Linked DNA regions of Mus musculus: regions 2 and 3 are each linked to region 1. Evidence: chromatin contacts called from public HiChIP or PLAC-seq data. All regions are on one chromosome and are shown on one strand. The core of a region is the stretch at or near the end of the contact, and the rest is flanking DNA. Distances in the headings are between cores, read along the strand shown.

Region 1 (4,520 bases), core at 1,489-3,988:
CAGATCAAACCACCTTTTCCGTTTCTCTCTCAACTTCACCAACTCATACTACACTTTGAACTTTTTTGTTGTTCCTTGAACATAAACTTAGAGCCAGGCAGAGGGGCACACACATCTAAACCCAGAAGTTTCTATAGGATACTGAAGCAGAAGGGTGTCAAATTTGAGGCAGCCTAGGCTACATTGTGAGCCCCCATCTCCAACAGTAAATACATAAATAGGATATAAGCAAGCAAATGTATAGCATTCTACATACGCTCATAGAGTGCCCTGAACTCAAATGTCCATCCGACACTGATCTGGTATATCAATCCAACAGCCGTCTCTCTACTTCTTCAAACAATTCAAGGTCCAGCTCATCTCCCCCTGAAGGTATCTCTGTCTCCCTAACTTAAGTTGGTTCCGGAATCATCCTGGTTGGTGTACTGGACAAAATAGCAGCCCTCGGATATGTCCACATCCTAACCTTCAAAGCCTGTGACAATGTTATCTATCTTGTCTGCAGTAAGAGACTACAAACATTGTTACACCCCCATCCAGGCTGGGTGCAATTTAATCTGACCACATACAACCAGAAATCCTTTCATGGTTGTGGAGAAGCAGAGATCCGGCAGCCTGAGAGAAGCTGGACCTCCTTCCTATTGTTAAAGGGCCCCAGGCCAGGAAATGCAGGAGCAAGGTAAAGCAGGCATCTGCTAGAGTAAGCAGAGAGCACTGCCTGCCCGACACCTTCGTTATGGTGCAGTGAGAGCCCAGGCAAGCTGCTGACCTACAGACCTGCAAGATAACAAGTTTGTTGTTAAGCTCGTGAGGATTTGTTACAGGAGCATCAACAGAAAAAGACCAAAAAGGTCACAGGGGGCTGGCTTAGTTGGCAGAGTTCTTTCTTAGCATGCACAAAGCCTAGGTTCCACACCTTACAACTGCATAGCCTGGGCACGGTGGTGCACATCTACAGCCTGGGATACATGCTACTCTGTTTAAACAAGCCAAGCCTCCTATCCTTGGGGATGGTTTTGCACGTTACACTGTTGCTGCCTGCTCTCTGAGTAGCACATGCTGTTGCTTTGAGTAGGAACTTGACTTATAGCACTCTCAGTACAGACTGGATCCTGTGCATATGAAGTCCTCAGTGGGACTTCGGAAGCAATAGCAGCTCATGACTTAACTCCAAAGATGCTACTACTATGATTAAAACATTTTTTTCTTCAATCCAAAACCAGAATTTTGTTCTCCAACAAGCCATTCTAGAAACATCTGCTGGCCCTGATTTACTTCCGGCTTGCCCCTTTTGTTATCAGGGCAGCTACTCTCTTTGACCCAGTCCTCCCATGAAACCTATGTATATAGGTGTGAAAAAAATAAAAATCTACATTCTCAGACTAATGACTCGGCTAAGCAGATAAAGGTGCCTGCCACAAAGCCAGATGACCTAAGCTTGACTCCTGGGACCCACATAGGAAGCAGAGACCTGAGTTTCTCAAAGCTGACCTCTACCTCTGTCTGTGTGTTAGAACACACGTGTGTCACCCCCTTATCCCCACCACCACCAATAACAACAACAAAGAATGTAAAAAAAAAATCTGAATTCTGTAGCTTCATATCTGACACGCTTTAATATTGCATATTATCATGGGAACTTATTTTTACTTCCGTTAGTTCTAAGAAACAACAAGAACTACCTTATTTATCCACAGAGCTTTGCACTTGGGTCTCCTAAGTATCAAATAAAACAAATTAGTATTCGAGGTTCATCTCTTGAATCAGGATTTAGAAATATTCAGGAGTACTAAAATGCCACTTTATAACCCTCTAAAATTGACATTACCTACCCTTTTTAATAGGCAAAGTCAATACTATGGCGCACATCCTATCAATTATCCCGGCTTGGTGTGCATGTGGAAACATACAGTTTGTGCCCATCGCTGTGCTAATTACATCAATATAAGCAGTGAAGAATCTGTAACCACCCATGCAGTTGGTTCTCTATATTTTCTCGCCCTTGGAGGTGCACTGGGAAGAATGGAGAGTCAGAGGATCCTGCTGCAGATTCATTTACACAGTTTATAAATCACAGAGATGCGAATTCTGAAGGCAGATCATTAGTAAGAAGTAAACTGCACAAATCAACATTTATATAGTTTAGTCTCCTCATCAAAATGGAATTTGGGAAAAGTCAGTCTTCCAGATGACACAGAACTTTCAAGGGCAGCAGGCAAGGACAATGGCTACTGTATAATATCAAAAGCACTGGAGATGCAGCTCGGTGGTGGAGCATCTGCATAGCGTGTGTAAGGTGTGAGTTCAGTACCTGGCAGTACACTAAAATCAAATCACAAGTGGAGCCGTGTTATAGAGCTAGACAAGGTTCTCTGGCCACAAATGACTCCATCATCTTAGTATCTTAACACCCCTCCTCCATGAAGACAGTCTGTAAGCCGTGCCTGGCCTGGATGTCTTCCTACCAATGGCTACTTCCATTCTGTAGGACACAGAGTAAAAAGATTCAGACTCATTTTGTGATTTAAAATGGGTTCCATATTAAACCTGGAGGCTTTTAGGGAATGTCATCTCAGGATGGGATCCCTGGTGTGCTGATTGCTTCACACTGAGAACACTTGGAGGCCAGCCAGTGCAAAAAGAAGCTTTTCTCAGAAATTCCAGGAGGGTGGAACACCTTTCAGGCACAGCAGGGGCATTACCATGATAATCAGAGCGGCTATGAGGACCTCCCAAGATCCGGCCTGTTTTCTCCCAAAAGAGGGTACAGATAGGTTCGTGAACCTCACCTGAGACTCCAGCCACTCCACCATCCCCATGTCCTCTCCTCTACCCCAAGTTGTATATAATTCTGTCCTGCTGGATATGTTCTTGGATGGAACAAGCGGTCACCAGTTGAGAAAGTTTAACCAAGAGTGGACTCTCCGTAACTTTTGGCAAGTCCTGCCTCTGCTGGGTGGGGCTTTCCAGTGATGTAGCTCTCTTAAGTCACCCACACACAGTCCTGTAGGTAACCCCTCTCCTCCAGTACAAAAGCTTGGGGCTGGCAAGCATAGGGAATGGTTCAGCGACTCCACTTGGTCTGGGCTAGGCACACAGGCCTCTGCTAATACTGCACTTGGCAACCTGAAGGCCTTACCTGCAGGTACTGCACAAACACAGCCCTCTCCAAACATGGAATACATTTCTCATACTGAACATCAAATCTGAGACAGAACACTCTGTTCGGCTATGAAAATGAGATCAACCAAACTAGTTTTGGTACACGAGCAATAAGTAAACTATGCTGGTGTAAGTGAAGTTTTAGAAAGAACCCACTATTTGCTGTCTTATGTCTGAGTGAGATTAGGTATACATGTGATAAAAAAAAAAGCCAGATGCATTATGGGAAATTCACAGTAAAGAAATAGATACATAATGCAATCTATCAAAGATAGAGAACCACCCAAAGGATGCCCCGAGTGACTAAACGGCAAACGGCTCCCTTTCCCCTTTTTTTGGTCCCATTCGGAGAAGCCACAGACATTTGGGGCCTTGAGAACCTTAGCCCATGGGATCTGTTGTCAGTCTTGAGAGTGTGTTCCTGTCTAATCTATACTTGCTTCACTGTGAATACAATGTTATTGTCACTTTTGTCATCTAGGTAACACATTATTTCAACTCTTTGAATAAAGAGGCCCTAGGCCTGGACTCAATAAAGTCAGTGGATGAACTTGGGTGGAATGTGTCTCTGGTCTGTTGCTGATGCACCTATCTGGCTTGGGTGAACAGACATTTGTTAGCCTCAAGAAAAGCTCAGCTGGGGCTGGAGAGATGGCTCAGCTGTTAAGAGCACTATTCTAGAGGTCCTGAGTTCAATTCCCAGCAACCACATGATGGCTCACAACCATCTGTAATGGGATCTGATGCCCTCTTATGGCGTGTCTGAAGACAGCTACAGTGTACTCATTATACATATAAAATAAATAAAATCTTAAAAAAAAAAAAAAGAAAGAAAGAAAGAAAGAAAGAAAGAAAAGAAGAAAAAGAAAGAGAAAAAGAAAAGCTCAGCCAACACATCCCAGCCTAAAGCTTAGATCCAGAAGGAAAAAAAATCTTCAATGGTCTTCAATCCTGGCCCTGAGATTCCACCAGCCAGAGAAGACTAAATGTTTCTCTGAAGAGAAGAGGACAATCCCCGTGCGGAGTCTGGCTTTGACATCCACTATCGTCCTTCACCTTCACAGAGAACCAGTTACAAACCAGTGTGCTCTCTAGCCCTTCACGTCCCCTGAAGATCAATCCTTTCCTCACACTGACCACACCCCACCTCCCTTACAAAAGGACTGTGCGAACCTCTATCCTCATTGGCTCCTTAAATACTACAGTAAAGTGAATACACTCATAAATCTGTGTGCTGCTTCTGCTAGTCATTTACCCACTGTCCGTTCACTTCAGCAAACCATCAGAAGACAGAGGGGAAGTTTCGTTATTGATAGTTAGCATTTACACACGTTTAAATTTGAACTACAAAACATTAG
Region 2 (4,520 bases), core at 689-3,188, 240 kb after region 1:
TGCTCTTTTCTGCCTTTTTCTCAGAACAGCAGTTTTGAGAATAAAGGAAGTTTGATCCATCACTCTGCATTTCCAGAAGGCTGAGAGGAGGGGACGCCTGTGAATGTTATACAAGTGGCTGCCTCTGACCCAGGCACTTTGCATATCTTAACTTTTTATTTGAGACAGGTTCTCTTGGCTAGCCTGGAACTCACAGAGACTCTGCCTCCTGAGTACTGGCATTAAAAACCATGCACCAGCTGGCCTTTCTTTCATTCTCATCAGCTCTATCAGAGTCCATGTGATAGAGGAGAGGACACACCCATATCACAGGTGGAGACACTGATACTGTCGACAGCCACAGCTGCTGTGTGGTAGTGTCTGCTCGGAGCCTGGTACCTTCACAATTCCTCTCAGACAGAGCTATTTCTGTTCCTTACATGATTGGTTCTCGGTTTGTTTTGTTCTTTTTAGCCTGTGCTATGGTTTCTATGGGACTCAACACAGTTTAGATTTTAGGGGCTGAAAAGGACCAAAGTTGTAGCATTTGGCCTTCTCCAGAAGTCCGTTTCTGGTTCCTTTGCTACCCAGGTATCACTCCCAGGACAGAGAAGACTATTCTGTTTGTTACCCAAGCCAGCTGCAGCATCATGAGAACGATCACCTGCTGAGCTCTGCCCTGTCTGAGTGCTCTTACACTCTGACAGCCTTTGTCCCATTCCTCCCCTCTCCCTTTCTCTATTTGAGAGCAACAGCAACAAAAACACAGTTTTAAAGAAGTGATGTAAGAATACAAAGTTGCTTCCTTAAAACTCTTTTTTAGGTTAAGAATTCCATCTAAGGCTGCCAGAAATGAGTGAGCAGGGTTCCTTGGAGACAGGTGCCGAGTCTAATTCCAGTTAATATATTCATTGATTTCTTGAAGACTGTAGCAAGAAAGATGTCAATCAAAATGAAAGATACTAGAGAATTCTTTGAAAGATTATGGTTAATTTTAATTTGGGGGAAAGGAACTGTCATGTCAAAGAAAGTAAAAAACTAATTTATGCAAGAATAAAGACTAACTAGAACATACAACAAAGAAATTATGAAATGAGTTGGGGGTCTGTGTGGATAGTGTATAATCAGCCAGTCACTTAATGACTGTCTTATGTTTCTGGGCAAATATATATATAGAGAGAGAGATTACCTTGTTTAATAGGGAAAAAATCCTAAAAGCAGGGCACAAAGAAATGGGCTAACTATTCACCACTATCAATAAGAATAGAGAGACCCAGCAAGTGGCTCAGAGAGTAAAGATGCTTCTGACCTGAGTCCAGCCCCAGAGCCACATATAGGTAGTGCGTAGGATCCACTAAATCCAACTTAACTCAAACACCACGTCAATGCAGACGACAAAAATTTACTGTAATCAAGCTGCTACTGATTGATCCGGGCCACAGAACAGACTTGGGAGCTGAACTGGGACCCTAGAGAGAAATTACACAGCACATTTAAAGGATGAGACCACGCAGCGAGAGGGAGCGGAGTGGGCTGTAGCATTGTCCAGTCATATTTTGACTTAAGGGGTTGAGCAAGGGAGTTTTCACCAATCAGGATAGGAGTCGGTTCCTGGGCCTGGAACATGACCTTGTTTGACCCTGCCAGCAAGATGGAGAGGTTGTCCTTGAGATGTCTGGACTGGGACAACTTTTTCCTTATAATGTAAGGGTCCATGCTTCCCCGAAGAATGAAACCCCAGACTCAAAACAGTATGAAAGCGCAGAGTGTTTTATTCTTCAGAAGTCCAGCATTCTCCCATTACCAGGATAGAGAGACAATCACGTGAGCCTGAAGAAGGCTCGCTTTAAAACACATTGGAATTCTGGGATAGATGACCTTTGTCTTACTCCACCTCTAGACTTTCTGGAACCATTTTCAAGGTGTGAAGTCTGGAAACTGCTGCCGACCCATTGTCTTTGCCTCGGGCCAGGTGGTGGGCAGCTTTGAGGGCAGGACTTGCCTGGGCTTGCCCAGTTCTTAGAAACTGAGATTTAGGCCTCGTCTCCTGAACTGCCAGTTTGAAGCCTGTCATGGAATCAGCCGAGCCTTCTCACTAAGAGAAGCTGTTCAGCTATTGGGAAGTTCCTAGCTCTCCTAGAACCTGGGACCTTTATTTAGTTTCTCCTATGATTAAATGGAATGTGAAAACAAAATGGTAGCACTTAGGTTAAGTTTCTTTTGCTTATTCCCACAGTGAAAAGAAAGAACTGATTCTACGGGGTTGTCCGATCCCTACAAGTGGGCCATAGCACATGGGCCTGCACATTCGTCTCACACACACACATAATCCAAATAAATAAATTGTTAAGGATTAGAGAAAATGAGATTAATACTTTTTTAAAATTTACTCTTCTAATCTATGAGATCTGGGGATTAAGTTCAAGTTCTTGGGCTTGGTGGCAAATGTATTTATGTACCAGCTGGCTTGCCTGCCTGTTGCTATTGCTTTCAGTGTTGGGTCTAACCTAAGTCTGGCCCAAGCCAGGCGAGTGCTCTGCCACTGTGCACTGTGCACAACACTATAGTCTAGCCCAGAGGGGTTAATTTCAGAGTGCCTAAGGAGCCCCTAGAATCATGTTTGGATCCATCCAAGCATAACTGTGTGTACCGTTTCTTGCTCTAACAGTGCAGGCAGGGATCACATTGCCTGTGAGAGACAAAGGCCAAGTGGTTACAGAAAAGGACGGGGCAGGAAGGCCTCCAGCTGGGCTTGGTTGTCCTCACAGCCTGTATTTGTCTTGGCTTTTGTTTTTGATCCTGGCTTTTTGAGACAGGATTTCTTAGCATAGACCTGGCTGGGTTGATTACACATTTTGTACATCATGCTGGCCTCAAACTTAGTCTCCTGGCTCTGCCTTCCAAGTACTGGTTTGTAGGCACGTGCTACCAAGCTGCCGGGTCCAGAGTTGATTCTTTCTTTTTTCCTCACAATTTATTTATTTATTTGATGTGCATTGGCATTTTGCCTGCTTGTCTGTCTGTGTGAGGGTGTCAGATCCCCTAGAACTGAAGTTACAGGCAGGTGTGAGCTGCCAGGTGGGTGCTGGGAACTGAACCCGGGTCCTCTGGAAGAACAGCCAGTACTCTTAACCTCAAAGCCCCACAGAGTTGACTCTTAATTACATGCAAGCAAACAAAGCAGAGTTTTCATCGGGATTGCTTCTCTTTTACTCTTTTGCTTCTACAAAGCAAAATAGAGATAATAATAAATTTATAGTTTCTTATTCCATTCTCGGTTTTAGCTTGAATTATTCAATAAAAGGTACTTTACTCCTTTAAGTATTTATAACTTTAACAAGCAAAGTACATATTTAAAGGAGGTTTTTTGTTTGTTTATATTTTAAGAAAAAAGACCTATGAGCAGCCTCCTCCCTTGTAAAGTAATACAACTGTTGGTTATAAAGGTAAAGGTATTTTACTAATATTTTTTCTTTGAGGGAAAAAATCTATATACAGTATGACCTGCCTTATTCTTGTCAAAGTGTTGAGAGAAGACCAGAGCAAGCATTTTCTTAAATGTGAAAAAGTGGGCTGTGGTTTTTCACCAGAAACTATGATATTACCACAGCATTACAGACTGTGTGAGGAGGCTGCAGAAGAGACTCGGGATAACAGTCCAGGACGCTTGTCCCAAGGATCTGGGTTCAATTCCCAGGACCCACCAGGTGGCTCTCAACCATCTTAACTCTAGCTCCCCAGGATCCAGTGCCCTCTTCTGGCCTCCATGGATTCCAGACACACACATGGTGCACCATGTGCATGCAAACATACCCATGTGCATAAAATTATAATATATTTTTATGCAAAATATAGATGCAAAATAGAATTATAATGTAAAAATAAATTGTAGGGAAATAAGAAAACCAAAATTACAGTATGTCTTCACCCTGGGAAAATCCTCTTGCAACTTTAACAATACCATTATTTCAAATAACATACATGCATACATAGGTGCTCATGAATACTTAATATGTATGTACATGTGCTCATACACATATATTTGTGTGTGTGTGTATGTGTGGCTTTAGTGGTTTTATTTTTTGTCCCTTTCAAGTTCTTTATTTTGTTGTCTTAGTCCTTAAATCTAAAGGTCTGTCCATTTTTAAGAAGTCAATAAATAGGATCAGTAGCATGATCCATACACACTAGGGGTTAATTAAAGAACCAGAGAAATATTTTTATTGGTTTTTGTTTTGGGGGTTTTTTGTTTGTTTTTTGTTTTGCTTGTTTTTTATTTTGGGATTTTTTTTTGGGGGGGGGCTGCTTGGTTAGTTGGTTTTTGTTTTGTTGTTGTTGTTTGATACAAGGTTTCACTGTGTAGCCCTGGCTGTCCTGGAACTCACTTTACAGACCAGGATGGCCTCAAACTCAGAGACCCACCTCTCTCCCCCTCCCTAGTGCTGGGATTAAAGCCGTGCACCACATGCCTGGTTCTGGAGTCAAGGATTTTAAAAGCGCTGATCACTGACTTGAGAAATAGAACATAGCTGGATTTGATG
Region 3 (4,520 bases), core at 810-3,309, 190 kb after region 1:
TTCTCTGATGATAAATTTGAAAAAAACAAAAACAAACAAACAAAAAACCCTTTTACAGCATTGGATAGCTAACAGATCCTTTTATAAACAGCTTGTCTCCGCGGGTAAGGGTACGATGGGGCAACAAGCCTCCTGACCTGAGTTCTCTTCCCAGAATGCACCTGGTGGAAAGAGGACTGACCCCACAGGCACACCAGCCTACACAGAACATATATGAAGCACACACATAAAAAGAAAAAAAATGTAAAAAATTCTTTTAAAAACTAATAATTTGTTAGTACTGTTAGAAGTAGTGATGATATAGCATATGGAAATACAGGGGATTTTATTACACCCCTCCTAATATACATGTTTTCACCCAAGATTTGTTGCTATAATCATTTCATGTACTATACATTATTTTTTATTAAAAACTATAATTTCCACTTGATGTTTTTAGCATCTAGTAATTACCCTATAAAACAAAATATTTATTTCCAAACAGAGCTTTATTTTACAGTAGTGTCATGTGTCTAGTCTTAGTTGCTGTCTTTAATTGGTATGACGTATTTTGTGTGTTTTCTAGTCTTTGGGTCCCTTTGTGTCTCACTCCTCCTCCTTGGCAATCTAAATATAGAGAGATGCACCCTGCACTTTCTATTCCTGTGACATGAAGTAAGCACACGCCTGGAATCAGATGCGGTCACGTTCCCTTCAGACATCGAAGGGGGGAACTTCATGCTGCGGATGTGATCGCTTCCTGAGCAGGGATGCAGGGATGCTGTGGCCGAGCTTTGATGTCACCCTGGCCTTCTCTCCCAAAGATGACTAAGTTCTTATCCTGTTTCAAACACAGCAGCAGCAGCAGATTCCCGTTGAAACAGACCATTCACCATCGTCCCAAGTCTCGTTCCTCTCCCCTCCCTATCTTTCCAACCTTCCCTTTCTCCCTCATCTCCTTCTTTCCTATCTGTCAGTCAGTCTGTCTTTCATGTTTATGATAGAGATCGAACGAGCCTCTTGCATGTAAAGTGTATGTGCTCTACCACTAAACTGCAACCTCAGCCCCCAAAGCTCTTTAAAGGTTATTGACACGCCACTGGGTTCTCCCCGCCCGCAGGCTTCCACTGCGCTCTGTTGACTGTTTCCGTGGCTGTACGAGGCACTGAAGTATTATGAAGTCCCACCTGTCAATCGATGGCCCTAACACTTTCACCCTCCCACCTCTGAGAGACTTAAAATCAGTCAAGTCCACATTCTATTGAATTCATATATGAATTCAGGTCTTACTGGTGCTAAATACAGATAAAAATAGGCAGAATTTTAATATTTTTGCTTCTGATTTATATTTTTGTTTAGCCACCAATGCCATCTATAATAGGATATATCCCTTATATTTTCTGTCTTTTACAATAAGGAAATTTTTAAAAAGGAAGGCAGGAGAAACTAGATTCCAAAACAATGAATGAGCTTGTGGACAAGGCTTCTTGAAGCCTGAAGCTTGCACAGATATTTTAACTAGTATTATTGGGGTATGAATGGAAAAATGAGGACGTGACCCTCCCAGGTGTGGCGGAAGAGAAGGTTTTTTGTAGCTATGGAGGAGGGTACAGCCAGAGGCGCCTGGGAGAGTCCAGACTGAACTGGGCCAGGAGAAGAGGGTAGGGGTAGGGGCTGTGAGAGAGACAGGAGAGAGGAAACCAAGAGAGAAAGAACACATGGGACCGTGGGGAAGGAAGCAGGAAGCCGAGACCCCAAGAGAAGAACCAGACCAGAAAGCAAGCCAGGAGACACAGAAGACATGTAGGCAGAACGGCTGAGCTGTATAGGAAAAGGGACTGGGGAAGCAACACTCAAGGCTGGGGAGGTTTAAAGTTGGGGAAGGGGTACACTAGCCAGGATGACTGTGACGGGTACTTGTGAGTACAGACTTGGGTGGGCGGGCAGTCGGCTTTGCTATGTTAAACAGGCAAGGTTCAAGGCAGCCTAGTCTAAAGAATGAGTTCCAGGCCAGCAAAGTCTACCTAGTGAGACTTCCTCTCAGGGAAAAAGGAAGGGAGGGAGGGAAGATGGGCGAGGGAAGGCAAAGTCTTTGCATTGTTTGCTTGTCTGTCAGGCACTATCCGTGCTGATACATAATTGCTCATTCCATCTGTAGCATCATTTCCCGGGACTGTGCATTTTACATTTTACAGTTAAGAGGATAGGCAAGCTAGGTCACGAGACAGGTCACACAGTAGGGGGCCCGTGGAGCTGTCCTGAGTGCTGTATTCTACTTTCATATGCCTCTTTTAGAATTTGACCTATTCGTAAATAGTGTTAATCCCAAAGATGTGAGAAACACTGCCTACTCAAATCATCATGGCCAAATTAATTAAAGCAAGCAGTTAATTAAAGCAAGCTTTTTAAATGCATGTACATGAGCTGCCTCCCCCTAAGGCGGGGTGCAACAGGTCAGCCTTGGACATGAGGAAGACAAGATATTTATAGCTGAGGGGTAAGAGGTTCCAAATGGGGGATTTGACCACAAGATAGGTGGAGTTACAGGAGCAAAAATAAGGTGGTCACAAGAACATTTTAAACAGAGGTAGGGTTGCAACATGGCCATAAAGTAATCATAGCAGGGTGTTCATGACAACAGGTGGCCATAATAACCTTTTAAAACAAAGGCATGGTTGTCATTTCCTGGAACAGGCAGGACAAAGCCCTTTGTAGTTAAGATTACAGGTGGGGCATAGCCTAATCCTTGAGAAACAGGGAAGGAAGGAACCTAATTTGTCATAACTAAAAGATGGCCTTTAAGCCTAAAATGAAGGCAGACTGATTCATTAATAGGACTTTTTTCTCATCAAATGTTCTTGCCTTATTACTATTTGAATAAAAGTAACAATAGTGTGCTCTGCCCAGTTGTTGGTGGTGATGGTTTTTTTTGGTTCGGGGGTTTGGTTTGGGATTTCAGAATGGTGGATTTTGAGGCGATTGCCCAATCTGGTCTTAAATTTGAGCTGTTCTGCCTCTGCCTTCCAGATAAAGCACAGTTAGAAACTGATAATAAATGAAAATTTTTCATTTCAGGAAAGAAAATATGAAACATGCAAATTTAATAACTGGATTTAGAAACTAGAATCAAGCTGTTCTGTGTCCCACTGTGTCATAATGTGGTCAGCTGGCATTTTGGAAAGTACTGTCTGTCTGTCTTTTTATTGCCCCTGTCACTCTTAAAGTGATCTATCCATGTGGTGTGTAAACTGGATCCCTTCTGATGGTAATCAGGCCATTTGAGTAAGATGTTGTTTCTGTCATGGACAAAACCAGGCATTCTTCTTGCCAGTAATGATTGGCTGTGGGGGATAAAGCATCATTTGAACAGGACTGGTTATGATAGCCTTTTCTTTTGAGCAAAAAGCTCAGAGGGTAATTGAATTATTACAGTGAACCCAGGTGCTGAGTCAGCATTTCCCAGATCCTCTGGGTTGCTGGGGTAGCTCTGTGCTAGAATGTGTGCTTCAGCCTGGGCACGGCTCTGAGTTCAATCCCTGAAAACTTGCTAAAATTTCCATTTTTTCTTCTTCCTCAGAGATTTTCCCATCTTCTTTTGTACTCAAAGGTTTTTAAATCACTTTCATGGTCTTTTTCTTACAAATTAACTTCAGTTATTTTTTTTCCACACAGTATCACTAACTAATAACGAGAACGAAATCTAGCTTTGGCGTGTGACCTCTTTCTTTTCCAAGGCATTTATTTCCGTGGTGTGCGCTCCCGCATCTGATAGCCATGTGTAAGTGACCAGTAGCTGTTATAAAGCATGCTGAACCGGGGTGAGAGATACAGCTCTGTGTCACGGGGTAGCATGGTGCGCAGCAGAGCAAGAGTGTGGACCTCAGACTGTCGTGCCCTCGTTCAGACAGTGGCTCTTCTGTACAGCCGAGGGGCAGCAGCACCCTTAGCTGAGTGTCTCTTGCCTTGCCAGAGAACTGGGGCAGTGAGGACAGTTCGTAGCTGTTTGACATGGTTATGAGCCTGTGCTCATTTTATGGAAGGACCTCCCACTAACGTGTACGCCATCTTTCGTGGGTTTTAGCGGCCCCATACCCTGTGGGTAATTGTTCTCTCCTTAGTTCAGGCACCTAGAAAAGTCTCCCTGTGCTGTCCTTGACTGGTTATTTTGTATAAAGACTCCATTTGCCCAGCGGAGAGGCAAACTCCGCTGTTCACCGGAGCTCATTCCACCCCACCCCTCTACTGTAGATTCCTCTGGGCCTCGGCAGCCCCCACTGCAGACGTGTAAATCGCTAGTGATGCTTGCTTTTCATTCAAGAACTTTCTGAATGATAACTGAGCTTGATTTGGAAAGAGCGGTAAGTTTCAACCAAATTTTATTCCACAGCCAATGAAGTTTACTGATGTAAAAAAAGCTTTTTGAAGCCGCTTGATATTTGGAGCAGAGCCTGGCTAAATTAACTGACCTGAACTACTCCCTCAGATGGCAGCCAACACGGTGACAGCCTTCATTACACAGGACACCCCACCCCACCCCGCTT

Evidence for each region. HiChIP or PLAC-seq counts read pairs in DNA pulled down with a chosen protein or histone mark.
Region 2: a contact with region 1 is called in an H3K27ac HiChIP or PLAC-seq map of embryonic stem cells, with 5 read pairs. The contact joins two enhancer-like sites. A contact is called at or near these places in 1 of 39 promoter capture datasets (liver), 1 of 484 Hi-C or Micro-C datasets (bone marrow-derived macrophages) and 3 of 115 datasets of contacts at active chromatin or transcription factors (double positive thymocytes and embryonic stem cells).
Region 3: an H3K27ac HiChIP or PLAC-seq map of embryonic stem cells shows a contact between it and region 1, with 6 read pairs. The contact joins two enhancer-like sites. A contact is called at or near these places in 1 of 484 Hi-C or Micro-C datasets (nephron progenitors), 1 of 115 datasets of contacts at active chromatin or transcription factors (embryonic stem cells) and 3 of 9 other capture datasets (adipose tissue, embryonic stem cells and liver).

What each region holds. Positions count from the first base shown.
Region 1 is chr10:59,556,108-59,560,627 of GRCm38.p6, forward strand. The region is part of intron 1 of Mcu (mitochondrial calcium uniporter); the gene reads right to left. Among named protein-coding and RNA genes, the nearest start is that of Gm40671, 17 kb to the right of the region's middle. Within about 2 kb of position 2,739, at least 11 of the 459 cell types and tissues checked have an H3K27ac peak or open chromatin away from gene starts, as enhancers often do. A contact at or near this core is called in embryonic stem cells, where this site is marked.
Region 2 is chr10:59,793,348-59,797,867 of GRCm38.p6, forward strand. All of the region lies in intron 8 of Micu1 (mitochondrial calcium uptake 1), which reads left to right. Among named protein-coding and RNA genes, the nearest start is that of Gm17059, 4.6 kb to the right of the region's middle. Within about 2 kb of position 1,939, at least 15 of the 459 cell types and tissues checked have an H3K27ac peak or open chromatin away from gene starts, as enhancers often do. A contact at or near this core is called in embryonic stem cells, where this site is marked.
Region 3 is chr10:59,751,687-59,756,206 of GRCm38.p6, forward strand. The region is part of intron 5 of Micu1 (mitochondrial calcium uptake 1); the gene reads left to right. Among named protein-coding and RNA genes, the nearest start is that of Gm17059, 46 kb to the right of the region's middle. Within about 2 kb of position 2,060, at least 16 of the 459 cell types and tissues checked have an H3K27ac peak or open chromatin away from gene starts, as enhancers often do. A contact at or near this core is called in embryonic stem cells, where this site is marked.